Linked DNA regions of Mus musculus: region 1 is linked to region 2. Evidence: chromatin contacts called from public ChIA-PET data. All regions are on one chromosome and are shown on one strand. The core of a region is the stretch at or near the end of the contact, and the rest is flanking DNA. Distances in the headings are between cores, read along the strand shown.

What was found. ChIA-PET counts read pairs in DNA pulled down with a chosen protein or histone mark.
Region 1: a contact with region 2 is called in an RNA polymerase II ChIA-PET map of memory CD8 T cells, with 6 read pairs. The contact joins two enhancer-like sites. A contact is called at or near these places in 1 of 484 Hi-C or Micro-C datasets (nephron progenitors), 1 of 115 datasets of contacts at active chromatin or transcription factors (memory CD8 T cells) and 1 of 9 other capture datasets (embryonic stem cells).

The regions. Positions count from the first base shown.
Region 1 is chr8:94,732,611-94,738,402 of GRCm38.p6, reverse strand. No RefSeq gene overlaps it. Among named protein-coding and RNA genes, the nearest start is that of Ccl22, 10 kb to the left of the region's middle. Within about 2 kb of position 2,537, at least 77 of the 459 cell types and tissues checked have an H3K27ac peak or open chromatin away from gene starts, as enhancers often do. A contact at or near this core is called in memory CD8 T cells, where this site is marked.
Region 2 is chr8:94,413,522-94,419,563 of GRCm38.p6, reverse strand. No RefSeq gene overlaps it. Among named protein-coding and RNA genes, the nearest start is that of 9330175E14Rik, 19 kb to the left of the region's middle. Within about 2 kb of position 4,128, at least 35 of the 459 cell types and tissues checked have an H3K27ac peak or open chromatin away from gene starts, as enhancers often do. A contact at or near this core is called in memory CD8 T cells, where this site is marked.

The sequences.
Region 1 (5,792 bases), core at 1,288-3,787, 320 kb before region 2:
ATGAACTCCTAAATTCATCCTTTAAAAACATAAAACTCAGCGGATTTTAATGCATCAAAGGATATGTGACCACCACTCTCTAATTCAAAAAGAAACATAGTCTCTATTCTCAACACCTCGCCCTCTCAGCAACAAGTAATCTGCTTTCTCCCTCTGTTTTGGTTTGCTTCTCTCTCTCTCTCTCTCTCTCTCTCTCTCTCTCTCTCTCTGTGTGTGTGTGTGTGTGTGTGTGTGTGTGTGTGTGTGTGTGTGTGTGTGTGTGTGTTTACCTTTCTTTCTTTTGAGACAAAGTCTCACTATGTAGCCCAGGTTGGAATAGGATTTGATATGTAGACCAGGCTGTCCTGGAACTCATGGAGATCTTCATGCCTATTCCTCCTGAGTGCTGGGATTAAAGCCATGCACTACTGCATCCAGTGAATTTACCTTTCGAGGGCATTTCATGTAAATAGGATCATAGGATAGGAGATTTCTGTGTCTGATTTCTTTGATTTAATGCAATGCTTTCAGAACTCACCTATGTCAGAGTTTATATCAGCATTTCATTTGTTTGTATTGATGAATCATATTCCATTTTTATGGACAAGGCACATGTCTTACATCTTTTTGTCAGCTGATAGACATCAGAGTTGTTTCGTTTGGGGACTATCATAAGAACATTGCATGATTATTGCTTACAAGTTTCCATGTAAGCATATCTTTGATTCTTTGGGGTATGGGTGTAGGGAGGAGTGAGGTTTCCAGGTTAGATGTGAACCATATTTGACTTCTTAAGGGCCTCCAGCACTGTTTACATGGAGAGCTGCTATTTCCCATGCCCTCTAGTAATGTGTGGTAATTCTAACTTACAACCTCTCAACAGCTTGCTATTACTCATTCTTGACTGTCTTGATGAGGGACAGCATAGGAGGTGTGAAGGGGTAGCCTGTGGCTTTGACTGCTGGCGTTGAGCATCTCATCATGTGCTTATTGGACATTTGCGCATCTTCTTTGGAGAAAGAGAATCTGCCCATGCCTTTCACATATCTTTGTTTGATCAGATTTTGATGTGAGTGCTAGAGCTCCGTTGGGTGGCTTGCAAATAGTTCCTCCTATTCTTTGTGCTATCTCTTTGCTTCCTGGGGATGCTCACCATGATAGCCTCTAACTTGTCCTCTATTTTGTTCCTGTGTTTTCTTGGCACACCAAACCATTGCGGCATCCGTGGCTATGCAGGGTTCCTATATACAACATAGAATCATCTCCCACGTTCTGCTAGGAGTTTTATAGTGTTAGCTCCTCTGCTCAGCTCTTCAATCCATCTGAGCTCATATGTGTACCAGTCTGCACACCCAGCTATCAGAGCTACTGTTTAAAAAAATATTTATTTATTTTATTTGAATTGTATATGTGTGTGCCTGAGTGTATTATGTGTATGTATCACATGGGTACAAAAGCCCTTAGAGGTCAGAAGAAAGCATTGGATCCCCTGGAACCAGAGTTAGAGATGGTTGTGAACCACAGGTGGATGCTGGGAACTGAACCCAGGTCCTCTGCAAGAGTAGCAAGTGCTTTTAAGCACCAAACCATCTCTCCAGCCCTAAAGATTTCTTTTTATCTTATATGTATGACTGTTTTGCCTGCGTGTGTGGATATATATACTACATGGGGACCAGGCTCTCATGGAGGCGGGAAGAGGGAGACAGATCAGCTGCAACTGGAGTTACTGGAAGTTGTGAGCCAGGTGGGTGCTGGGAGTTGAACCCAAGTCCTCTATGAGAACAGCTAGTTGTCTTAACTGCTGAGCCATCTCTGCAGCCCCAGAACGACTTACGGAAAAGACTATTTTTCTCCACTGAATTGTGTTGGCACATTTGTCAAGATCAGTTGCCCTTAAACGTATGGGCTTGTTTTTAGAGTCTCAGTCTGACTGCAATGTCTTGATTATTGTGCTGTATTATAATTCCCTCACCTGGCTTTTTTTTTTCCTTTTCTATTTCTTTCCTCATATTCTCCCTGCCCCATCCCACTTCCCTTCCTGCCTTCCTTTCCTTTCCTCTCTTCTTCTATTCTGAGAAGGAGTGTAGCCTTGCATTTAACAATTCTTCTGCTTTAGCCTCTCAAGTGCTGGGGCCCCAAGTGTTGACCTCCAGCCAGGCCTTATCTTAAATTTACAAACCTTTCAACCTTAGAGGACCTGCAGCCCAGGTTATGCAGTAGACAACATTTTACTGTATTTTGTTTCATCCCTTTGTGAATCTTTTTTTTCTTTTTCTTTTCTGGTCATTAAGAAGTTAAAAAAAATTTTTTTTTGATACCACCCAAGCTGTTCTTCCTCACCTTTCACCCCTCTTTTTTTTTCTGTGCATAACCACAAAACCAGGACCCTGACATCACTTGGGATCCTTCCCTGAGTATATGCTTATGATTTTGTAGATTTCTAAATAGAATACAGCATGGTTCTGTGCTGCTGTGTTCCATACTTTGCAGCCAGCCGTTTTCAAGTGGGTGCTTGCCTGCTCTCCTCCAGTCCTGTTGATCCTCGGGGCTCTCCACTTTCACTTTCTCTGTGTTGAGTCCTGCTGTGGCCTCCTCTGCTGTCTATGGATCCCCTCAGCACCAAGGGTCTAGGTTGTTTCCAGATTTTCAGGACTAACAGCTCTTCCATAGTGCTGCCGTGTGTGTGTGTGTGTGTGTGTGTGTGTGTGTGTGTGTGTGTGTGTGTGTGTGTCCCTGCTCCCTCTGTCTCTTCTTGCTCTTTTGTCCCTTTCTGGTTTCATGTAGTTTTTATTGGCCTCAAGCCTGCCATGTTCCTGATTCAGACTCCCCGAATGCCAGAGTTATAGACACAGCCCACTCAGTCTGGCTTCTCATCCTTTGGCTCTCTCTCTCTCTCTCTTTTTTTTTTTTTTGGTTTTTTGAGACAGGGTTTCTTTGTGCAGCCCTGTCTGTCCTGGAACTCACTTTGTAGCCCAGGTTGGCCTCGAACTCAGAAATCTGCCTGCCTCTGCCTCCCGAGTGCTGGGATTAAAGGCGTGCGCCACCATGCCCGGCTCCCTTTGGCTCTCTTTAAGGTCTCTGCTCCCCCTGTAGGCTTCTGGGAGGCGTTGTCCCCACACAACTGCCCCATACAGAGCCAGGGTTGGGAAAGGCACCCTCCTTGCTCTGTGCAGTTCTTCTGAGCCGCCATCTCCCTTCCCTAAAAGCCTTGCCTCTTTTCAGGGCACTCACACATTCTCCCCTTACCACCTACTTCCTTTGTTGCTGACAATGACAGCTGCCAGCTCATGGTCACTCTCCTCACCAGGGTTCTCTTTCATAGCATGTTTCATGCTCATCTCTCTTGGTTTCACAGCCCCGTCTCTTCCAGAGAACTTGGGCCTCACCTCCTCAGCCTCTCCTGCCCACGGCCATGCCCTTGACCATGCCAGCCCTGGTAACTGCTAGGACATGTTCTCACCTTCAAACACCTCACTGTCACCCCCATCTCGACCTTCCAGCTCAATGTCCCAAGCATCCAATTCCTGCCATCCAGCCCCAAGGGACTGAATTGGTCCCTTGTCCCTGGCTCCCTTACCCTGTCCTTATTTCAGCTTCCACTGTAAGCAACGTTTGCCTATACCTTCAATGTGCAGTCATAACGCCTACTCCTGTTTTCCTGCTTCCTCCTGGAGAATCCAGGGCCCCAGGGAAGCCCCCATCTCTACCAGTTTCGCCCTGGTGTAGCTAAGCAGTGCTTAGGGAGAAAATGAATCATGCCAAGTGCTGGTTAAGGTCACAGCCACCCTTCATCCTCTGTGATGCCCAATCCCCATCACATGTCCCCCAACCTGTGCATCTATCTCCCGGGTCTCCTCACAGGAAACCAGAAGTAGGTGTTCCCAGTCCAGTGCAGGTCTCCTCCAGGGGCCGAGTTTAAAGTGGCTCTCCTGTGCTGTGTGTGTGTGTGTGTGTGTGTGTGTGTGTGTGTGTGTGTGTGTGTTGTGTTGTCTTTCAGAGCTTGTAGGTGACTTTTCTGATCCAGGCCTGGAAGCTGAGAGCATCTGCTTTGATCATGTTCAGTCACGTGACCTTCAATGCGTGCAGGAGCATCTGGGGAAGGACCCAAAGAGACAAGTGGTTTGGTAAGAGCCACACAGTCTCCACAGTGACTAGTGATGTAGCCAGGGAATGATGACAAGCATTTCACTCCAGACTTTGTCCTGGGTGGAACCCATGCTCCAGCCTGGGCCCCTAAAGCAAGACCCACCTGACTGCTTTTTATGTCTGAGGGCCCTAGAAGGCCAGCAGTCTTCCATGCTCCACCTGCCTCTTTTACCATTTGATGCGTTGTGTGGAGTGTTGATTTGGCTTTTCAGTGTGTCATAAAAATAGCAGATGTGTTAGAGCCTGCAGGGTGTGACCAGTGTACTAATGCCCCTTGTCCTAGATACAGCTGTCTTGTCTCTACCACCAGCTGGCAGTGGGTGTGGCTTGTGGGTTAGTGAGCCTCGCTGCCACCAGGTTGTTTTGAGGATCAAGGATTTTTATGCTCTCTGTCACACACAATTCACAATAGCCACGGGTGCTGGAAGCATATGATAATCTTTGGGAAGACCCATGCCAGAAAGAGGGGCAACGGTGCTGGGCCCGGGAAAGACCTGGCTCAGTACCCAGACATGAGGTGCCTAAAACTAGGTCAGGAGATGATATCCTTCTGGAAGGGAAGCAGAAAAGGGAAGCAAAGAAAGGGAGAACCATCGTGGTATGAGAAGAAAGGAGAAAGCCCCAGATATTCATTCCTTGGCCCAAGGTTCTTTCCAGAACCTCTCCAAGCAATCACCGTCCTGTTCACAGAACACATAAATAAAACTTGGGGAAAGAAATGACACGATCATTTCTGTAGGTGCACAAAAAAGTCAACAAAATCCCACCTCTCTCCACAGTAAAAGCCCTGAAGAAACCAGGAATGGAAGGAAGACAGCACAGTATCTCAGAAGCAAGGGCTCATCCAAGCCAGCAATACCACAGGGGCATGACCCAAGATGCTCTCAGGTCAGAGTCAGACAGGAATGGCCATCCTCGCCTGTCCTATCGAGTGTAGTCCTTCAAGTCTTAGTTGGATCAATCAGAAAGGAAGAAAAGGTTTATGGAGAGGAAGTGAAGAAGTCAACTTACCTCTTTTTTTACAACCCACAGGATCCTGGGGGGGGGGGCAATTCCCTGACGGCCCCAAAGTACTCAGAGCTGATAAACATTTGCCATCCACGTCGCCAGTTAGGAAGTTGAGACACAAAGATAAGTATCTTTCCCATGGACCAACAAGCTTACTGAGAAGGGAATCAGGCCAAAATTATGCCACTGGCAGTAGGGGCCTAAATGGATAGAACACTTAGGATTGAACCAAACCAAGGAGGTGAAGTACCACTGCAGTTAAGCCTCCCTTAAGGCCTTGCTAGAACTTCGGTAATAGGGAAGCATACAGAGCCATGAGAATGGGCCATTTCTTCCTTCCCATGAGCGTTTTGTATATGTCCAGTCTTCTCCCAGAGTGGACAGGTCCTGTGTTTGTAGGCACGCTCCCCCAGCTCCCCCACTCCAAAAAGTGTGCAGCCCCATGCCACTGGACACCCCCTTCCTAAGGGCGCAGGATGGAAGTGCGGGAATATGCTATGTTCTTCTGCTCTGTGAGACATATTTATGTGGGACCAGTTTGTATATGGTGGGCCTCTGATATTGCATGAACAAATTCTGTTTTATTAGCATACAACCCAATTAATCCCATATATATATATATCATGCAATAATATGATTAGAGCCTGTTGAAACAGCCG
Region 2 (6,042 bases), core at 2,879-5,378:
TAATACGTCCTAGGCGGAGAATAATTCTCCTTAAAAAGGGACGGGGTCTCGCCATTCGCTCTCTTGCACTCTTGCTTTTGCTCTTGCACTCTTACGCTCTTGCGCTCTGGCTCCTAAAGATGTAAGCAATAGAGCTCTTGCTCTCTTGCACACTTGCTCCTGAAGATGTAAGCAATAAAGTTTTGCCGCAGAAGATTCTGGTTTGCTGCGTCTTTCCTGGCCGGTCGCGAACGCGTGTAAGATCCCCTAGCTTCTCATTTCCCCACAAACAATCTTTCTTTTGGCAGAGAGTAGGAGAAAAGTTAGACAAGAGACTTGGAGGGTCCTATTGCCTGATTTCCTTTAAAGCTTCTCTCTTCTTTGACCGAGAGGCAGAGAAAAGATAAAGGCTAGGATTGGAGTGGTTCCGTGATGGAGCACCTGTTGAGGCCACACAGTACCTGATTCCACAATGTGGGTAAGAGGGGATTGAAAAGGCAAAACTGAAGAAAGTTCCCCCGCGTCTGTGGGGACTTTCAACCCTGTTCCCTGTCAACACACCCAACTGTTTCTTCCTGTTTCAATGGCCAGGACCTTCCTGAGTCACTTCCATCCTCCACCTCCAAAGCCAAGGTCCCCCAGGGAGCTGAGATGTCCTCTGCTGGTAGCTGGAGGTGTTTCACACTCTGGAGACCCCGGACCCTGGAGAGCTGTGTCTCCAGGACTGTTCCCATGGTCTGGAGTGCCAGCATTAGGAACAAGGAGTGAATCAGGAATGCACATTCTTGGGTCATACATAATAGCTATGAGCCAGACACTCTGAGGATGGGCCTGCATCCCCAGAAATCTGTGCTCTGCCAGCCTCTCTGAGTTATGCTCAGAACATGTCAATGCTTGAGACCCAGGTACCAAATGGCCTTCAAATAGACTTAATGTTGACTTAAAGTTACCTAAGTATGTTCACTGGCCATAGTTTTAAAATCTAAAGCTCTGGGGAAAATTTAAAAGGTACAGTTTTTCGCATGAATGGCCATTTACTCTCTCTCTGACCCCTAGGCTATGTGCTTCATGAAGTCAGGATTCATATGGCCTGAGCCACAGTAAGAATTCATGGTGTTAAAAGAAAGGGGTTAGTGTGTCGAGAACACACAATTTATTGACTCAAGGACAAATGTAAACTGAGACCCTGAAAAAAAAAATCTCCTGTTGTTCCATGCTTCCAGAGCCGTCTCTAGTCAGGAAAGGGATACGCCCACAATCTCGCTAAGACTACTCCCACCAGGACTCAGTTTAACGTCCCCTCGATCTAGCCAGACTACACCAGTACCAGCTATGTAGCTGGCTCCACCCAAACAGCCTTCTGTGTGTCAACTTCCTCCTTTGCCCTCTGAGCCTACTGACACAGTCTCAGCCTACCCTCAGCTCCATCTGCAAGTCTCACTCCAAATACCCACACTGGGATATCTCTCGCCACCAAGACGTTAACCTGCGGTCCCTGAGGATCTAACGAGTACAGCTTGCTGGAAGTGTTCTCACCCAACATCCTGAGTGATACCAGTTCCTGAAGGCCACTAATGTGCACAGCCAAGTCCATAAACAGGAGGGAACCTCCGGGAACAGAGAGAGAGAAAGAGACTGGGGAAGTCAGGGGAGGAGGATGAAGTGTGACATCTGGGGAGACAATGGCTTGATAGGTGCCAACTGTGGTCTTTGCTTGGCCAAACTTTGGTCAAGTTCCTAAGAACCATTGCCTACACTATCAGGCAACCCTCCCCTATCTGACCAGGGCGACTCATCCTCCACTTGATCTTATGAGGGTGATATCTAACCACACTGGCCACCTTCAGCAAAGACCCTGTTGGGTCAGTTCTAGCAGGCTCTTCCCCAACTCCCTGCCCTTACCCTTGGGTATCAATTCCCACTTGGCCAAGCCTTATTTGGAGTTAAGCCTAGTAGCTGTCTACTACCCAGTTCCTTAAAGACACTGCAGTGGACCCTGTCCTTACAGACATTCCCCCTACCCCCCCCCCACGCTCTTGCATCCCCCCATTCCTCCCCCCCTCCGTCCCCCCCTCCACTAACAAGCATCACTGATTTTTTTCCTATAAAGTACTGGGAATTTCTCAGGTTCTTAAAAACACAATAAAGTTATGAAAGCAGAACAAGACAAAAGCCTGGGAACTTTTCAAAAGTCTGAAGGTCACATGCTCCATGGTCTGGAGATCAGTGGGAAAAAAAAAGAATGACGTTCCGATGAAGTCTGGAGTCACTAAGAGCTCAGCAGTGGTGATCTACAACCAACACAGCTTGTTTATGGAAAGATTAATACTGTACATTGGGTATGGAACATTTTGTCATGTCTTTGTAACTTTTATTCAAATCTAAAGTTATTAGAAAAAATTAATGAGTTGGGGCTAGCAAGATGGATCAGTGTGTATGTGAATTTCTCACCAAGCCTGACCACTGGACTTCAGTCCCTGGGACGCCCAGGGTAGAAAAAGAATTAGCTCTAAAAGTTGTTCTCTGACGTCCAGATATAGGCCATGGTGGACTGATGTGTGTGTGTGTGTCTGTGCACCCATACACGCTAACTGATTAAACTTTCCTTACATTCTTATTTACTTCATGTGTGTCCCCCACCTGCATGCTATGTGCATGTGTACAGATCAGAGGACGACTTACAGAAACTGACTTTCTCCTTCCACCATGCGGGTCACAGGAATTGAACTGAGTTATCTCTTTGGCCTGATAAAAATATTTTAAAGAAATTGCAGATACCTTTAAGCCCAGCACTTGGGAGGTAGAGGCAGATGGTTCTCTGTGAATACAAGGTCAACTTGGTCTACAGTGCAAGTTTCAGGATAGCCAGTGCTGCACAGAGAAACCCTATCTCTAAAAAACCCAATCACCATCACCACCACCACCATCACCACCACCATCACCATCATCATCATCACCACCACCACCACCATCATCATCATCGATAAAATGTAAAAATAAGGAGTTGGTTTGTTGTTGTTTTTAAGAAATGGGATTCCCCCAAAGGAATCCCATTCTAGACTTCATAGAGAGGTGTGGGTGTGGCCCCAGGTCTTGGTTTGTTTGTTTGTTTTTTCGAGACAGGGTTTCTATGGATAGCCCTGGCTGTCCTGGAACTCACTTTGTAGACCAGGCTGGCCTCGAACTCAGAAATACGCCTTCCTCTGCCTCCTGAGTGCTGGGAGGGACAGGTTTTCATTACTTTTGCCTTTAGGATTTTGTGGGGGTGTGTGGGAGGGTGCGGGTATTGTTTTGATTTGGGGGAATTTTTTTTTCAGTCAGGACTCCACTGTGTAGCTCAGGGTTACTTTTCTCTTAGCTCACAATCCTCCTGCTTGGCCTCCTAACACTGAGATTACAGGCATAGCCATCATGCCTCCTATCTTTAGAGTTTAGCGTATTAAAAACTATTAAGGAGACCTTGAAGAACACTGGAGACCAGACTGACCCTCGGTTTCTTGTTTACAACTATACTAGCTTCCAAGCTCCTGTTTCTAAGTGGATGAAACCCAGCCACTCAGAGGGAGTTTGGTACCTAGGATGGTCTTGCTTCATGTGGCTACTGACACAGGCGATGTCAGTGTGTGCTTGATCCTAAGTGCCACCCCAGACCTTACATGGGATTCTCATGACAAGCCCAGCACATATTCACTCTATGCTTCTTTCCTAAAACCTACAATGTGGGGGAACTGGAGATCTATGGTAGATGTGGACAGAGGCAGATGGTCTTAGACAGTGTAAGGGACCTGTCTCAGTGTTCCACTTAGAGGGACATTAGCAAGGCTGAGGCATCCTGTGGGCCTTCTCCTGGCTCACATCCCACGAGTTTGATGATCAGGAGCCACGGATAGGAAACAGTGAACCCCAGCAGAGGGAATGAAAAGAACAGGTAGACCCCGACAGCCGCTGGTACCCCAAAGCCTTGCACCCATCTCACCTCTTCAAAGGTGATTTTGCCCATCCGTCTGTGGGAAGAGAAATTCCATCAGTCCAGGAGAACTGACCACAACACCCTTGTTCTGGCAGGAGATTGTAGGCCTCCTCAGGCAGTAGACAGTGACCCAGCCTGGGCTGGTAAGGAAGTCACTGAACAGATGCTGAGAGACAGGAGTCATGTGACCGGGACAGCAGCCATCAGAGGGGATCAGGCTGACTGCAGTCCTGTGTGAGCAAGAAGCAGTTTGGAGTAGCTCAGGCTCTGGGCTGTAACCCTACACTAACTTAACAGTGACACAGCAAGAAGTTAGGACTTGGGCTGAAGAGATGGCTCAGCAGTTAAGAGTACAGGCTGCTCTTCCAGAGGACCCTGGCTTGATTGCTAGCATCCACATGGTGGTTCACAGTAGTCTGCAATTCCCGTGTCAAGGGATCTGAACTCCATGGGCACCAGGCATACATACGTTGCACATACAAACATGCAAGCAAAAACATTTATATGCATAAAATAAATAGACACCAAAAAAGTAAAAAGAAGTTAAGAGCCTTGACCCCTCAAGACTTCAGTTTTGTCATCTGTATGGGGGACAGCAAAAACAGTTGCTTTTCTGCTCACCTCCAGGGGTATGGAAGGGACACATTCACTTAGCTTTGTGGGCATCACTTTCCCGGCCTGTGAAATGGGGGTGACAACAGTGAGAATAAATGAGATCTCCCACATGCAGAGTCAAGAACTGGTCCTGCTCTATGGTGACCCAGCAGAGGTGTAATGAATAGAGGGATTTTTTTTTCTTTTTTTTTAGCCGTGCATGATGTTGCACAGCCTTTACATCCTTTAATCTCTGGAGGTAGAGGTAGGCAGATCTCTGCATTCAAGGCTATTCTGGTCTACAGATCGAGTTCCAGGACAGCCAGGGCTACAGAAACAAATGCATGCACATGTACATGCATGCACACATGCACAGGCACATGGGAGAGGGAGGAGGGGGAGGGGAGGGAGAGGGACAGAGAAGCAGAGAGAGACAGTACACAGGCACATGAGAGAGGGGGGGAGGGGGAGAAGGAGGGGAAGGGGAGGGAGGGAAGGGAGGGAGAGATAGAGACAGTGCACAGGCACATGAGAGAGACAGAGACAGACAGATTTTGGTTTTTTTTTTTTATTAATTAATTATTTATTTATTTGGTTTTTTGGAGACAGGGTTTCTCTGTATAGTTCTGGCTGTCCTGTCACTTTGTAGACCAGGCTGGCCTCGAACTCAGAAATCCGCCTGCCTCTATCTCCTAAGTGTTGTATTAAAGGCGTGCACCACCACACCCAGCTCAGAGACAGATTTTGACAGCCAGCTGTTGCTTCTAATGATATTTGTGGGGACATTACTAACTTCAACTATGACCAGAAGCTGGATTCAGCAGAAAGCCCAGCACACATGGTGTCTGGCAGCAAAACTCAACATCTATTAGGGAATCCCCAAACAAAAACGCACAATTGTAACCAAAGACTATGTGAAAGGAGAGAGAGACCAGGCTAGAGCACCAGAGTCTTAGGCGGGGAATCTGACACAGACTGGGAGTTGGGGGAGACCTACCCTGTAGATGGAAAAGAATCAGATGGGGAAGAGGCTGGGGGAAGACTTTGGGTGGAGAGAACAGAGTGAGCCACCCTGTGAGCGGGGCCACAGAAGGAATGTAGGTGGCAGGTCAGCTGCAGGACTGGATCAGTAGCCTCTCAACTGCACCGCTCAGCCAATGAGTGCTTTAGAAATGAAGAAATACACAGTGTTAGGTTCTGGAGAGCAGCTGAGAGGTGAAACTGTATGCAGCAAGCCTCTGTGACCCTGGAGAGGATGTGGCACCGAGGTGCAAAAGAGTTTTGATGTTCTCAGAAACCAGTGAGATATACAGCTGAAAGTAAGACATTTTCTGTTCGTGGAAAGAAGACCGAAAACTACCCTCGCTAAAGGAAACCACAAGGAGGTTTGGGGTGGTGTGTGTGTGTGTGTTTGGGGGTGTGTATAGATGAAAGACCCAAGTATGATGGTGTACACTTACAATCCCAGCTGAAGCGAGATCACAGCTTGGTGAGCAGCC